Linked DNA regions of Sus scrofa: region 2 is linked to region 1. Evidence: chromatin contacts called from public HiChIP or PLAC-seq data. All regions are on one chromosome and are shown on one strand. The core of a region is the stretch at or near the end of the contact, and the rest is flanking DNA. Distances in the headings are between cores, read along the strand shown. Region 1 overlaps CDK6 (a long non-coding RNA gene). Region 2 overlaps LOC102161391 (a long non-coding RNA gene).

What was found. HiChIP or PLAC-seq counts read pairs in DNA pulled down with a chosen protein or histone mark.
Region 2: a contact with region 1 is called in an H3K27ac HiChIP or PLAC-seq map of alveolar macrophages. The contact joins two enhancer-like sites. A contact is called at or near these places in 1 of 47 Hi-C or Micro-C datasets (embryonic fibroblasts) and 1 of 2 datasets of contacts at active chromatin or transcription factors (alveolar macrophages).

The regions. Positions count from the first base shown.
Region 1 is chr9:72,546,525-72,554,365 of Sscrofa11.1, forward strand. All of the region lies in intron 5 of CDK6 (a long non-coding RNA gene), which reads right to left. Among named protein-coding and RNA genes, the nearest start is that of FAM133B, 47 kb to the left of the region's middle. Within about 2 kb of position 3,342, at least 24 of the 83 cell types and tissues checked have an H3K27ac peak or open chromatin away from gene starts, as enhancers often do. A contact at or near this core is called in alveolar macrophages, where this site is marked.
Region 2 is chr9:72,821,470-72,829,310 of Sscrofa11.1, forward strand. All of the region lies in intron 2 of LOC102161391 (a long non-coding RNA gene), which reads right to left. Among named protein-coding and RNA genes, the nearest start is that of CDK6, 60 kb to the left of the region's middle. Within about 2 kb of position 4,317, at least 15 of the 83 cell types and tissues checked have an H3K27ac peak or open chromatin away from gene starts, as enhancers often do. A contact at or near this core is called in alveolar macrophages, where this site is marked.

The DNA of each region.
Region 1 (7,841 bases), core at 2,092-4,591:
TAACATTCCCTTCCTTGTGTTTCTAAAGATCTTTCATACCTTTAAAATTAGAGCTGAGACCACATGCTGGGCTGGCATGTGCTGGTCCAACAGAAACCACAAACAGGGTTTGTCTCTTTCTGCATCTGGGATCCAAGTATTCATTTCATACACCTTCTGATAATTTCTCTTGCCAACTCACATATTTATTACTCTCCCAACGCCTCCCTTATCTCCTGCTCTCCAACCATACTGCTTGGGAGAGTTCTTAGGAAGGACATGATCATGTATTGAGCACCCTCTAAAGGCTGAGTCTCTAACTAACTACATTATTGCATTTTCACTCTCACTCTAACCCTGAAGTCAGATGACTACCAAGTAACCAAATAACTCTACATTGGAAAGAAAGTTTGAGAACAAGGAAAAGAAATCTGAGTCACACCTAAGAAGTAATAACTTGCAAGGGTGAAACACTTGTTTTAGGATTACTAATTACTAGGAAACTGGAAGCAAGTCCAGGGTCTGGGATTTCTGTGGACTCACCATGGGCAATAAGCTTCATTAATAGACAGCTCAGGTTCAACGGTCTAGGGAATGCTTGTCTTCTGCCTCTTCATAAAACCATGGAGCCTGGATGACTCTCCTCCCCTAAGGAAGTTCTAGTTGTAACACACATGCTACTTTAAGTTGGGCTTGGTTTTGAAAAATCTTAATGATAACATGCTGGAAGATCCTTTGGGGCAAGGGTGATGGCGGCGTGTATAGACGTAGACTGGATTTTCAGAGCTTACCAGGAACACCCGGCAAAATCAGTGCCGGAGATCAATTAGTTAGGCTTTGTTTACTAGCTGGGCTCAGGGGTTCAGGGGTTATCAATACTCTGCAGAAGTGTGAACTAGAGCCATCATTTAACCAAACTAGAACGTCATCATATCCCATAATAAAAACCACTCTGTCCCACAATTCCTAGCCTTTGTTTACATTACGGCTTCTGGGAGAGAAAGAAAACGTGTAACAGGGAACTGATCCATGAGTAAAAACCTTAGCACCCATGTTTCTCAGTACTGGCATATGAATAGGGCACCCAGGAACAAGATGATGAAATGCCCCAGTCTGCCCAGGATGGTCCCAGCTTTAGGGCTAAAAATCCTGTATCCTGAAAAACCTCTTTGTTCTGGCCAAACTACTACAATGGTTGGCACCCTACTAAGGAGACCCGGTACAAGAAGTTGTAGAAGCGGAAATTTAAAAAAAAAGTAATCTTAAAAAAATTATCCTTGTTATTTCATAGGGCTGTTTCAAAAAAAAAAAAAATTCAGACGAACATCTCTCAAAATAATAAGAATGAAAGTGGTCCAGACAGACAAGTTTCATTCTTGTTTTTCCTAATAGCTCACTGTTTCTATGCAATAAGGGACTAGAGCTTGGTAGTTCTCTCCTCACACCATAATTCAATTCGTTAACAGTTTCATTTAGCAAAAGACCTTGTAAAACTACATACATCTTGCCTAGGGAAAGAGCACTGCCTATGGCTTAATCCACATGGTTAATGTAACAGCGGGAAGGAAGTGCCTGGCCTCAGAGGAGGCCACTGATAGAGACTGGGGTGGAGCTCTATCCTAGATATGGATGACAGAGAATTCATCTCGTCTGATCTGACTGGTTGGTAGTACCAGGCTGCGAGCCAGGTTGAGAATAATTCCGAGCTGCCATCTCGGTATAGCAGGAGACAGTGATTAATCAGCAACATATACCACGGAAGACAAATGAGCCACATGAACTAAGGTGACTTAGGTGAGTCAAGTTTTCTCTCTCTGATAGGCTGACACCAAAGCAATACACAAGGAGTAAAAGTTAAGAAAATGTAAAAGTGAAGCCCATCTAATAGTGACACACTCCAGCAGCAAATATTACTTACAGTATGGTAAAAAAATGTGGCTTCAAAGTCACTCTAACTTTTAATCTTTGAACCCACTGGTCCCGTGTCTGCCACAACTTTGCTAAAGATAGCCTAATGGGCTCTAATGTGGGTGTATCTCTGAGAAGATTAATTACGTTCACCTCCAGGCTCATAGGCACAAGCTTTCTCTTGCCTCTCCAATGTTGACATCAGCCAGCTGTCAGCAAAATCATGCATAACCAAGGTTGGAAATATTAATGTTGATTTTGGGGGAATGTAATCACTAGAAATATTCTGAAGCAGACGTGTCTGTTGGTTGAAGCAGCTTATTTAAAAAAAAAAAAAAAGAAGCAACTTTGCTCAAAAGGGAACCAAAAGTCTCATACAGTATTACAGATGACCCAAAAATATCCTCAAAATAGATTCAATCATTGGTTAAAAATACTCCAAACAGTGGAAAACTGATTTTCTCATTTTTTCCTTAAAAAAAAAAATCTGCTTAGTGTACAGATATGGGCACTGGCCCTTGAATGTCAGTGAACTTGACTACATGTCTCTGGTATTGAGAGATTAATGTGGTGATTAATCAACAAAAGTTAGCAGTTAGCATTTCTTTTCTCAAAATACATTTTACTGACCTCAGAGCCAGCTTAATTTTTTAAAAGGCTTCCTCATTGCATTTATATTTTTAATGATGGGTGGCTACTTGAAAGAAGACATTATTTTTCTGATTATGAAGTATACTTGCTTATAGAAAAGTTTGGAAAATAAAAAAAAATAAACAGAAGAAATCACACAGCATCATTCCTTTTCTCTTTGTATCTGCAAATGAATAAGATAGGATCTCTAAAGGTCTCTTCTCTTTCAAACAAAGATGGCATCACACATCAGAATGCTGGTGGTACAGTCCTTGGTTTGAACGAGAACAAAGAGACGAGACAGTGGTTAGCAGTCATAACAAATCTGTGACTTCATGTGACTCAAGCCTCTATGAAGAAAAGAATCAAGGACATATTAAAAAATATTATTTGCACACACATTTCTACCTACCCATTTATATCTTATAAGTAAAAAAAAAAAAAATTCCTCTATTCCCTTTTAAATGGTAAAGACAACTGGTATCCTGTATGAATATAACATTCCTATCCAGAATGTGCTGGGTGGAATCCAATAACGTGTGATAACTCAAAAATTTAACACAGGAAGCAAAGCCCACAACATTCCTTAGAAATTTCACAGACTATCTAGGCAGAACAGACCCATTTGAAAAGGGTTTTTTTTCCCCCCAGTGTTATTTGAAGAATGCAACTTTTCATAGCGGACACACTGGGTTTGTGACGGATGCAAATGCAGAGAGGAATAAAACACAATTAAATGATTCAGACTCTTGTGTTATGCCTCCATAGACCTTATTTCTGCACGGGTCAAACAAAGGAAAGTTGGTGTTTGACAACTGTGGATGACTCAACAGAGGAAGTTCTTACCATATGGATGTGCTTGTGGAAGTAAGGCTGGTTAACAAAGCCAGCCTTCTTTCTCCCTGTGGGCCAGGGAGGGTTTCGTTTTAGGAAATGGAAGTGTCAATGTGGACAAACTGTCCAGAAGTATTTATAGCATAATGTGTAGTTTCCTTCAACTGTCTCTGAACAAAGAATATATGCATGGAAAATAGGATCTGAATTTCCTTCATTCGTGTCATCTGAACTATATTGTTTATAAAACCCATGCAGCACAGTGACATGTATTCAATGTGATGTGAAAATGAAAAGTGTGCTAGTGGCGTCCCAATTAATTTTAAGAGCGCTTTCTTCAGGAAGGATGTTATATCTTTGTCATATTCACTGCAAACATGTTCTCTAAGACTACCATATGCTTTTTAACTGTGTGCAGTATTTTTATTTTTTTGATGAACAGAAGTTTTCAATTTTTATTTAGTCAAATATATTAATTTTTCTTTGTGACTTTTTAATGCTTTGAAAGGCTATCTCCACTTTAGGACCATCAAGATTTTTTTATAGTTTCTTTATCCTTTTATGATTTCATTTTTAATATTTAAGTCTTTAAGCCATCTGTTACTTGCTCTGGGGTAAAGAACCGAGAGAACTTAATTAATTAACATTCCCCCCCCCAAGGAGCTGACCTTATCTTATTCATTGAATAAGCTCTTCTGTCCTCTAGGGTTTGTGATTTATAATAAATTATACCACTTTCTAAATTGGAATTTTTTTTCCCGGACCCTCTATTCTTTTCCATTAATGTCTGTCATTTCTTCTGCTGGAGCCAAATTGTTATTGTAGCTGCATAATGCATTTTAGTACTTGGTGGTAGGAGTTACCCTTCATTACATTTTTATTAAAACAACTCTTGGTTATTTTTACCAATTTAGCTCCTCCAAATGCATTTTAGAATATCCCACTGGGAGCTCCTGTTGTGGCATAGTGGAAACGAATCTGACTAGGAACCATGAGGTTGCAGGTTCAATCCCTGGCCTTGCTCAGTGGGTTAAGGATCTAGTGTTGCTGTGAGCTGTGGTGTAGTTTGCAGACGTGGCTCGGATCTTGCATTGCTGTGGCTGTGGTGTAGGCTGGCAGCTGTAGCTCCAACTGGACCCCTAGCCTGGGAACCTCCATATGCCGCAGGTGCGGCCCAAAAGCAAAAAAAAAAAAAAAAAGAATATCCCGCTGGGATTCTGATCAGAGCTGCATAAAACTATAAATTAATTTAGAAAGATCAGGTATTCTTTGACTATTCAATCTTTTCATTCAGGAAAATGTAATATCTTTCTAATATTCAAATAGTCTATATCAGAGTTCCCGCTGTGGCTCAGTGGGTTAAGAACCCTACTAGGATCCACAAGGATTCGGGTTTGATCCCTGGCCTCCATCAGTAGGTCAAGGATCTGGTGTTGCTGTGAGCTGTGGTGTGGTTTGCAGATGTGGCTCGGATTCAGTGATGCTGTGGCTGTGGTGTAGACAGGCAGCTACAGCTCCGATTTGACTCCTAGACTGGGAACTTTCATGTGCCGCAAGTGGGACTATCTAGATAAGTCTTTTATATCTCTCAATGAAGTTTTATAGTTTTCCTGATCTGGGTCCCACACATTTGTTTACATTAGTCGACACGTCTGGTTATTACTGGGAGTGAGATGGAGCTGCTTCCAACTGCAGAAACTGCCGCTCTTTTGTCTGAGGTCATGATCCTGGCTGTGGTCTTGAACTAGGGGTTACCTTAGATTTGAAAAGTGGAAGCAGAAGGAAGACATGTGGAAGACGTTTATATTTATAGCATGAAGTCGGTGAACCTCCCAGAAAGGCTCTAAAGGTTAAAAAACATGTAACCCGATGTACCAGGGCTTAGTGAAAAAGAGAAATAATGTGCGAATAAGCGCTCTCATAGTGATGACTCACTACATAGGATCATCTCTGGGAAACCACCTACTAAGCAGAATTCAGCAGTTAAGGCGTTATTTTTAGTTCACAGTTATTGCTACTTCCTCTAGGGAAAAGAATGATTAAACCTGAGCTCCCTAAAACACATGAAAATGGTCACCCTGGCAGACTGGCCTCTCAGGTAACAATGCTATTTCTAGAAGAGGGCAGGGTGTTACCTGTAGAGCCTTCTTTAGTGCAAGATAGAAGTACTTAGCCATGTGTAATGGAAAGGAGTAAAACCCAGGAGACAGAAAACCCAGCTCCTAATGCTGGCTCTGTAACTGATTAACAAATCACTGAGTGCAGGCAGGCAGGCAGGCAGGCCACTTAGCCTCTGCGCATCTGTTAAAAAACAGATATCACAGCTCCTGTTCCACTCTATGTACCACAGATGTGCTACAAAAATAATAAACTATGTGGATGAAAAAGAACTGCTGAGAAGTAAAATCAGCTGCTCAGTAAAGGTAGTGCCATTAATCAAACAGCTCATACGAACTCTCACCCATTCCAAAGTTATTCATTTTTGCTTCATACTTTATTACCTTCTATTGCCCCCTGCCCCCACTCTGCCCTGCAGCCTCCCCGACTGGCAGTTTCTTTTCCTTGTTTCATTATGGCTAAATACGCAAAGAAAATTCAGTGCTATTGTTTTGTCCCTACCTCTGGATTCAATCTCTGAATTTAATTTACTCATGATATTCTGCTGTGCACTTACGAAGATCACTGGCTCAGGGAAGTGAAAGATGAGGTAGTCAGGATAATGACAAATATGAGAGAAAAGTGCATTTCCTTATTCAGTACACATGGTGGTAAGGCCAACTAGTTAGAACACTGGCGGGTACCCCCATCAACTGAGCTGATCTTTTCCTTATATTAATGAGGAAACTGAGATCCTGCAAGATTAAATGACTTGCTCAAAGTTTGATATTTTGTTCATTCATATACTCATTCATTCATTCTGAGAATATTTACTGAGTGTCAGATGATGTTCTGGATGCTCCGAATACAGCAGCAAACGAAATACACTCCCAGTCTCTGAATGCATGAATAAACCTGTCAGAATGTGTATTTCCCTCATTAGTGTTGAGTTTGAACACTTTTACACTTACACTTATTTACCACTGGTAATACTTTTATGAATTTCTACTTCTCAATTTCCAACAAAGCCAGATAATTTTACCTAATGAAATAGCCTAGGAACTATAGGTAAGACACAGTTTTCTAATCCTTACAAAACACCCTGAAACAGACAATACTCTCCTCATTTTGCAGATGAGGAAGCTGGAGCTCAGGAGAGTTTGGTAAATTAGACACAGACATATAAGTGGTACGTGCAAAAGCTGGAATCAAGACCATTTAACCATGATTTCTTATTGAGACTATTAGATCATATATTTAAATGCAATCTACCATTAATGCATTTAAAACTATGTTACAAAATAGACATTAAAGTCAATCTTTGTCCTCAGTACACATTACTTTATTTATGAAACCAATGAACTTCTAAGAATGAGGAGGCTGCAGTATATTCTGCTTATGATCCATCTGTATTACACATAGAGTTATGACTCTATCTACCATGCATTTGACCTTACAACTATAAGAGAAGGGCACTGTGGGCAAAAGGTTTTATGTCAGTCATACAAATGAACTATCTGGTAAAAAATAGGTGCAGTAATAATTAATGTAAATGTACATATTAAAACTATATATTAAAATGGGAGATATATATGTTGAAATAATATAAAACATATTGATATTGTATTAAAATATATTAAAAAGACTAGAAAGAAGCTCTAAAGAAAATGTTAAAATATGTTATCTATCTATGGGTTCCAGGTAATTCTCATCCCTCCTTTTTTTGTCCTCTGCATTTTCCTAAATCAAACTTTCTAAAATTTTGCAAATGTATTACTTTTTAATAAGAAAAATGCAATAAAAGTTGTTAAAAATGAGAAGTAAAAATCCAGTCATGTTGTGTCATCTCTAAATTTATGGTCTTAGATGAACATATATGCATTTTAAAAGAAAGCTTTGGGAAGCGTTTTTTTCCTATACTTAAGACTATATGGCTGCAAGGGGCTGTCAGGTTACATCGGGTTTTATACATTTCTTAACTGAAGATTTAAATTGCAACTGGATGTTTTACTCAAAAACTGGTTCTGAATTCAGAACGTAATCTGGTCAGATTTTAGACATTAAGCAAACAAATGTCTGCTTTCTAGTTATGGAGTATAATTAATGACCATCAGTATTTTTTTCTTTTTTTTTGTCTTTTCTCGTTTTAGCACCAAACCCGCCTGGCATATGGAGGTTCCCAGGCTAGAGGTTGAATTAGAGCTGAAGCTGCTGGCCTATACCATACCCACAGCAACACAGGATCCGAGTTGCATCTTCGATCTACACCACAGCTTAGGGCAACGCCGGATCCTTAACCCACTGAGCAAGCCCAGGGATTGAACCCGTGTCCTCATGGATACTAGTCAGTATTCTTGATCATCACTGGTAGGTTTGGTCCTGGAACCAAGGGA
Region 2 (7,841 bases), core at 3,067-5,566, 280 kb after region 1:
GTCTCTTTTCATGTCAGTATCATACTGCTTTGATTACTATAACTTTATAGTATAGTTTGAAGTCAGGACTGTGATACCACCAGCTTTGTTCTTCTTTCTCAAGATTGAATTGGCTATTTGGGGTGTTTTGTGGTTCCATACAAATTTTAGGAATATGTTGTAGTTCTGTTTAAAATGCCACTGGCTTTTTTTTTAGGGCTGTTGTTGTGGCGTATGGAAGTTCCCAGGCTAAGGGTCAAATCTGAGCAGCAGCTGCCTGTCTGCACCACAGCCACAACAATGCCTAATCTGAGCCAAATCTGCAACCTACACCACAGCTCATTAGCACCACTGGATCCTTAACCCCACTGAGTGGGGCCAGGGGTTGAACCTGCATCTTCATGGATACTAGTTAGGTTCGTTTCCACTGAATCACAATGGGAACTCTCGATGTTGATATTTTGATGAGGATTGCACTGAATATGTATGTTGCTTTGGGTATTATGGACATTTTTAACAATATTAATTCTTCTGATTCCTGAGCAGAATTCCTTATTTCTTCTTTCCTTTTATTTGTGTCACCTTCAGTTCCTTTCATTAATGTCTTATAGTTTTCAGAGTACAGATTTTTCATCCAATCCTTGATTAAATTTATTCCTAGGTATATTATTTTTAAAATACAATTTTAAATGGAATTGTTTTATTGATTTCTCTTTTGGATAATTCATTATTAGTGTACAGAAATACAACATATTTCTGAATATTAATTTTGTATCCTTCATCTCTTTTGAATTCATTTACTAGCGCCAATAATTTCTAGGTAGTGTCTTTAGGATTTTCTGTATATAGTTATCGTGCCATCTGCAAATAGTGACAGTTTTACTTTTTCAATTTGAATGCCTTTATTTCTTTTTATTGTCTGATTGCTGTGGCTAGGACTTCCAATAGCATGTTGACTAAGAGTGGGGAGAGTGGACATCTTTGTCTTTCCTGATCTTAGAGATAAAGCTTTCAGCTTTTCACCATTGAGTATGATGTTGGCTGTGGGTTCATCAGAAATGGACTATTACGTTAAAGGGTATTTTCTCTATACACACTTTATTGATTTTATCATGAATGAATGTTGAACTTCGTAAAGTGCCTTTTCTGCATCTACTGTGATAACCACTAATTTTTATCTTTTGTTTAATTCGTGTGTTGAGAGCTGTTAGTTTTTTACATAAAAAGTATGTTAATAAATATACCTCCAACTTATTGACAATGGGTACCTTTAGTTAGCAAGTTGCTGCACAAACTTGATTTACATATGTTTTTGTATTAAGCCTATCTCAGTAAGACATGAAACCTGGATGCTGTAAATAGTTGGTAGACTACGTAAAAATATTACACTATATTATTCAGGGTTCAACCTGAGAAGCAGAACAAATAGGGGAAAAACATATGTATAATTTAGGGCGCTGGTTAAGCATGTTTGAAATCAGTAGGGCAAGTCTTCAGAAAGGGAATGTCACAGGTAGGTTTGAGGTATATTTTCTCCTCTTGGAAAAAGCCTTAGTTCTGCTTTTAAGTCTTTTCAACTGATTGAAACATCCTCTCCCAGATTATCCAGGATAATCTCCCTTACTTAAAGCAAACTGATTAGAGGCCTTAATTACATCTTAAAATACCTCTACAGCAAAGCCAAGATTAGTATTTGATTAAATAAGTGGATACTGTACCTAGCCAAGTTGACACCTCGAAGCCATCATATATATAAATAAAAAAATTATGTTCAGCAAAAGACACTGAAAAAGGCAGACAGAAATACATTTACAAATATAAAAGGATTAATATTCAAAATTTACTGAATTTCCCCAATCAACAAGACAAGAAACAGCTGATAGAAAAAACGGGAAAGGATATGAATGGGAAATTCATACACAAAATGCAATAGTCCGATGAAGAAAGTATGAAAATGTTTAAACTCATTAATAATTAAGAAAATAAAACTTGAAATGATAGCTTTTTTCTGATAATTTTGGCAAAATTTTAAAAGATAGATAATATCAAAAGTTGGCAAAAATACAGAGGAATGGATATTCTCACTCATACACAAATCCATTAGTAAGAGTATGCAATGATAAAGCCTTTCGAAAAGGAAATTTAAAAGTTATCTGTAACAATTTTAAATGAGTATACCTTTTAGCCTGGTGAACTTCTAGGAGTCTATGCTCTCTTACTCTTTTGTTCATCATCGAGTTCAAATTAAATCTTATCTGATTGGGCTTCTCAACTAAACTGCCCTTTGATTCTTTCCTTCCTGACTGTACTATCTATTGTGCATTACTGCTAGATAGATCTTCATAATTCTCTCCTGTTCTATTATACACAGACACAGAGACACAGATACTCACATACACACCCACAACTATGCCACAGCATAGTTTTTAACAGCTCCAGCTGGAAACGACCCAATGTGTAACAATGATAGCATGAAGAAATAATTCATTTACAATAAAGAAAGTGAAGGAAAATTAGTTACAACATGGATGACTCTCAAAAAATATTGTTGGACAAAAGAAGCAAAACCCAAAGAAAACAAAAAGTATGATTCCATTTAAACAAAGTTCAAAAAAGACAAAATAAACTACATTATTTAAGGATGCATACTTATAGGGTAAAACCATAAGGAAAAGTAAGGAAATAAAAGATTTTCCTAAATGTTAGGGTAGTGATTACCTTGGGTGAAGGAGGAAAGGAATTGTGACTGGGGAGGTGGATTCAGGAGACTTCTGGGATGCTGCTGATACTAGACTTTTTGACCTTAATGGTAATGACATGTCAAATGGAATATAAGGGTTTTGTCTCTATCCTTGTAATTTTCACTTTGCTGTAGAGTAGAAATTGACAGAATACTGTAAATCAACTATAATAGAAAAAATAAAAATCTTAAAAAAAAAACCTCGTTAATTAAAAAAAAATGTTTCACTAGGGAACATTCTGAAGTACTAGCAATCTTCTATTTTTCATTTTTTCTTTTTCCAGTTTTGTTGATGTATAACTGACATAAAATGCTGTGCAAGTTTAAGGTGTATAACATGTTGATTTGATTTAATAAACTGCGAGATGATAACCACCATAGTGCTTATCCTGTCACGTGGTAGCTGCACAAATTCTGCCCTATCATCTTGTAAATTAAATTTACATATGACTTCTACATTTTTTTGGTTCATTGTATCTGACTCTAAAAAATACATTAAAATTCAGGAGTTCCCATCGTGGCGCAGTGGTTAACGAATCCGACTAGGAACCATGAGGCTGCGGGTTCGGTCCCTGCCCTTGCTCAGTGGGTTAGCGATCTGGCGTTGCCGTGAGCTGTGGTGTAGGCTGCAGACGCGGCTCAGATCCCGCGTTGCTGTGGCTCTGGCGTAAGCCAGTGGCTACAGCTCCGATTCGACCCCTAGCCTGGGAACGTCCATATGCCTCGAAAGCGGCCCAAAGAAATAGCAAAAAAAAAAAAAAAAAGACCAAAAAAAAAAAAAAATACATTAAAATTCAAAAACTTTCACGAATTACTCTGTCTACAAAGTTCTGACTCCTTCATCTGAAATTTCAAATTCCTCTATATACTGATGACTTTTCAGTCTTTGTAATCCTAACTCCCACTTCTGTCTTCAGTGGAAACCCAAAAAACCCCAAACAAAACAAAACAAAACAAAACAAAAGCCCCAACAGATCCTAATTTTACTAAATTGCCTTTACAAGAAAATAAAGGAAAGAAAATTGACCTTTCCTCTTACTCTTTATTTGAAAGTAAATGGGGGAGGATGTTGAATTGCCTACCACATGTTTTTCTAAGATGAATCAGAGCAGGATGAGATGCCTGCTTAGTCTTTGGCTATAGTGAATATGTGTCTGTGATAACAGTTCTCAAAAAAGAACACATTTCTCCCAAGTTTTTATCTAGCTGGCATTATGATTAGAACTTTCTTTCAGTAAAAAAATGGCTAAAGTCAAGTATAGGGGATGCTAGATGTTAGTTTGTGCCCACCAAAGCACAGTGAGATAAATGACCCAAATTGAGCCCCGAGTCTACAGGCACAGACTATCAGTTTCACACTTACTCATAGTCAACTTCACACTTAGATGCCACTGAAACAACAGGGCCAAATGTTCCTGGAAAATGGGACTTCTTAGACATTCACAGACATTTGGTGTGAATACCTGAGCCCCATGCTCGGGTGGAGATCTCAGCAACAAGATTGATGGGCAGCTTCCAGGGGAAAAAATGAGGGAGGAGCAGGATGTGGTCTTGGTGATTCAGAAGCGCCCCCCCCTTCTCCACCACGAGTTTGAGTCAGCATGCAGCCACATGGCCCCACATGGTACAGTGATGGCTCTCAATGAGCTGTCATCCCAGGTCCTCTCCACTTGCCTTTGTTAAAGCACTTGGTGATTTCAGAAGCCCAATTTGCATATGGGTAGTTTTATTCTGTCTTTCTAAATTAGTCAAGCAGCAAATGGTTAAAGCATTCTGATCTACAGGATATGGGGGCATGAAGTGTTGCTGGACATTTTAATACTTGCTGGCCTCACCTTGTTCTTAAAGTGATGAAGTAACAGCATGGATCTGGAGGTGACCAAGAAGAGTAGTAGAGCTCCTAGATGTTAGAGGCAAGGGGACTGGGTTCAAATCCATGCTCATCACTCTGAACTTGTGATTTTCAGAGTAAGCACAAATCACCCCTTTTTGGCCCCAGGGCATGCACAGTATACTCTTAATGTGATTGGTGCAGTGGGAAACTAGGGTCACCCTTGCAGTGCAACAGTGGTGACAGTTCCCACTAGCTCCAGCCAAGTGGTGGCAGTTCTGCTGGTGCCTGTGTCTGGGTCCCAGAGCTGTCAGAGGGGTCAACCTGACCAGTGTTTGGTATAAACTTGATTTGGAGAACTGCTCATGACTGCAGAGTCCTCAATGAGCCATGCTGGCAATTCTGGGAGTTTTACAATGACTTTTCAGCACATTGCTTTTTGCTTAAACCAAACTTTTGGTTTCTTTTAAATGTAACAAAGGATACTGACTAATACAATGACCTTGGGAAAATTCATTAAGTTTTCTCAACCAATTTTCTCATCTGTAAAGTAGTTTAATAATATTTACCTCTTAAGGTTAGCGGGAAACTTAAATGTTACTGCATGCAAGCACTCATCATGGTGCTGGTCCACAGTAAGGGCCCCTGAGATATTAGCTATTACAGGAAGATTGGACTGCTTATAGTAAGAGTGAATCTTGGTATAAGAAGGTCCTCACATTTATTTATCTTAGAGTTAGGAAAGATAGATAGCTACTAATTGCTGAGTCATGGGGTAGGCATGGGCTTAATTTAACTGGCAACAAAATTTCCAAAGTAGTTTCACTAACTGATACTCTCAAGCATTCTATGAGTTTCTGTCCCTCTACATCCTAACACTTGTATTGCTGACTTTTTAAATTTTAGCCACTCTGGGGTGTGTGTCAAGATATTCTGTAAAGTTTTCAACTTGCATTTTACTGATAACTAATCATGTTGACATGTTTTCATGTTCACTCGCCATTTGGATAGCCTCTTTTATAAGAATCCTATTCACGTTTTTTACCCTTTCTTTAAAAAAACTGAGTTTTTCTTATTGATTTATAAGAAATCTGTACACACTCTAGATCAGACTTACTTCTTTTACTTAGTAATATGCATTTAAGTTCCTCTATGACTTTTTATGGCTTGATAAATTATTTCTTTTTTAGCACTGAATAATATTCCATTGTACCACGGTTGGTTGTTGTTTTTTTTTTTAGGGCTGCATCTGAGGCATATGGAAGTTCCCAGGCTAGGGGCTGAATCAGAGCTGTAGCTGCCGGCCTATGTCATAGCAACATGGGATCTAAGCCCCATGTGCAACCTATACCACAGCTCACAGCAATGCCAAACCCTTAACCCACTGAGCAAGGCCAGGGATAGAACCCATGTCCTTGTGGATACTAGTTGGGTTTGTTAACTGGTGAGCCGCGACGGAAACTCCCAGATGTACCACATTTTATCTACTGATTCACCTACTGAAGGACTTTTTGATAGCTTCCGTTTTGGCAATTATGAGTAAAGCTGCTATAAAAATTTGTGTGCAGGGTTTTGTGTGAAATTAAGTGTTCAATTGCTCTGCGTAAATACCAAGGAGTATGACTGCTGGATTACATGGTAATTGTAGGTTTAGCTGTAACTGTAGGTAATTGTAATAGTTTAGTAAGAAACTGCCTGTCTTTCAAAGCAGCTAAACCATTTTGCATTCCCATCAGCAATGAATGAGCATTCCTGTTGCTTCACACCCTCATCAGCCTTTGGTGGTGTCAGTGTTCTGTATTTTAGCTATTCAAATAGAAGCACAGTGGCATTTCATTGTTGTTTTAATCTGCATTTTCCTGATGACATGTACTGTGGAGCATTTTTTCATATGTTTATTTTTTTGGCCATGCCCATGGCATGTGGAAGTTCCTGGTTCAGGAATTTAACCCACACCATAGCAGCAAGCAAAGGCACAGCAGTGACAACCTCAGCTCCATAACCGACTGAACCACCAGGGAACTCCTTCATATACCTATTTTTCATTGGTATATTTTCCTTGGTGAGGCATCTGTCATGACCTTTGGCCCATTTTATAATCTGGTTGTTTTCTTATTGGAGAATTTTAAAAGTTCTTAATATATTCAGGATAACAGTCCTTTATCAGATACGTCTTTTGCAAATATTTTCTTACAGTCTGTAGCTGGTCTTATCATTCTCCTGACATTGTCTTTTGCAGAGCAGAAACGTTTTTAATTTCAAAAGTCCACTTATCCATTACTCTTCTCGTAGATCATTACTTTGGTGTTGTATATAAAAAGTCATTGCCATACCCAGCCAAGGTCATCTGGGTTTTCTCCCTTGTTATCTTATAGGAGCCTTATAGTTTTGTGTTTTACATTTAATGCTATGATTCACTTTGAGTTAGTTTTGGTGAAGGGTACAAGGTCCTTGCCTAGATTCTTTCTTCTTCTTGTTTTATTTTGTATGTGGATGTCCAGTTGTTCCAGTATCATTTGTGACTATTTTTGTTCTATTGTTATTGCCTTTGCTCCTTTGTCAGATCAGTTTACTATCTTCATAAGGTCTATTTCTGGGCTCTCTATTCTGTTCCACTGATTTATTTGTCTGTTCTTTCACCAATACCACACTGTCTTGATTACAACTACCTAGACACTCCCAGTGTGGAAAATAAAGCTCATTACATACAGGATGGATTTACGGTCCAGTATCTATTTGACCTGTTGTCCATGGAACCAGAGGTAGTTTATTTGTGACCAACTTAAAATGTATTAGTTTGTCCTCTTTCAGTGGTAAGTGACAGAAACCCAGTTCAAACATCAGCAAAGGAAGGAATGTTTTGGCTCACAAGAATGATGAAGGACTGAAGTGGAACAGGCATCAGATATATTCCAAATCTCTCTCTCTCCCCGTCTCTCTCTATTTCTTCACTTCTTCCTCACCTTTCCCTCTTATTTAGAGGGTTTTAAACACTAAGAAAAATTTAAAAATGAAAAAAAAAAAAGAAACAAAACCAGAACACCTCCTACTACCTTAAAGAATAACTCTTTCATTTCTTTTAAGTTTTTGTTCAAATCTCCCTTTCTCATAAGGCTGACCAACCCTCTCGTTATTCAACACCAAAACCTACCTCCTCCATCCTAGCATTCCTGATCTTTTTTACCCCGGCCCACTTTTACATTTTCTCCACTTACTACTTCCTAACATACTGTAGTATTTTCTTATTTATGTTTTAAATGTATTCTCTCTCAGCTGGAATGTTATTAGTTC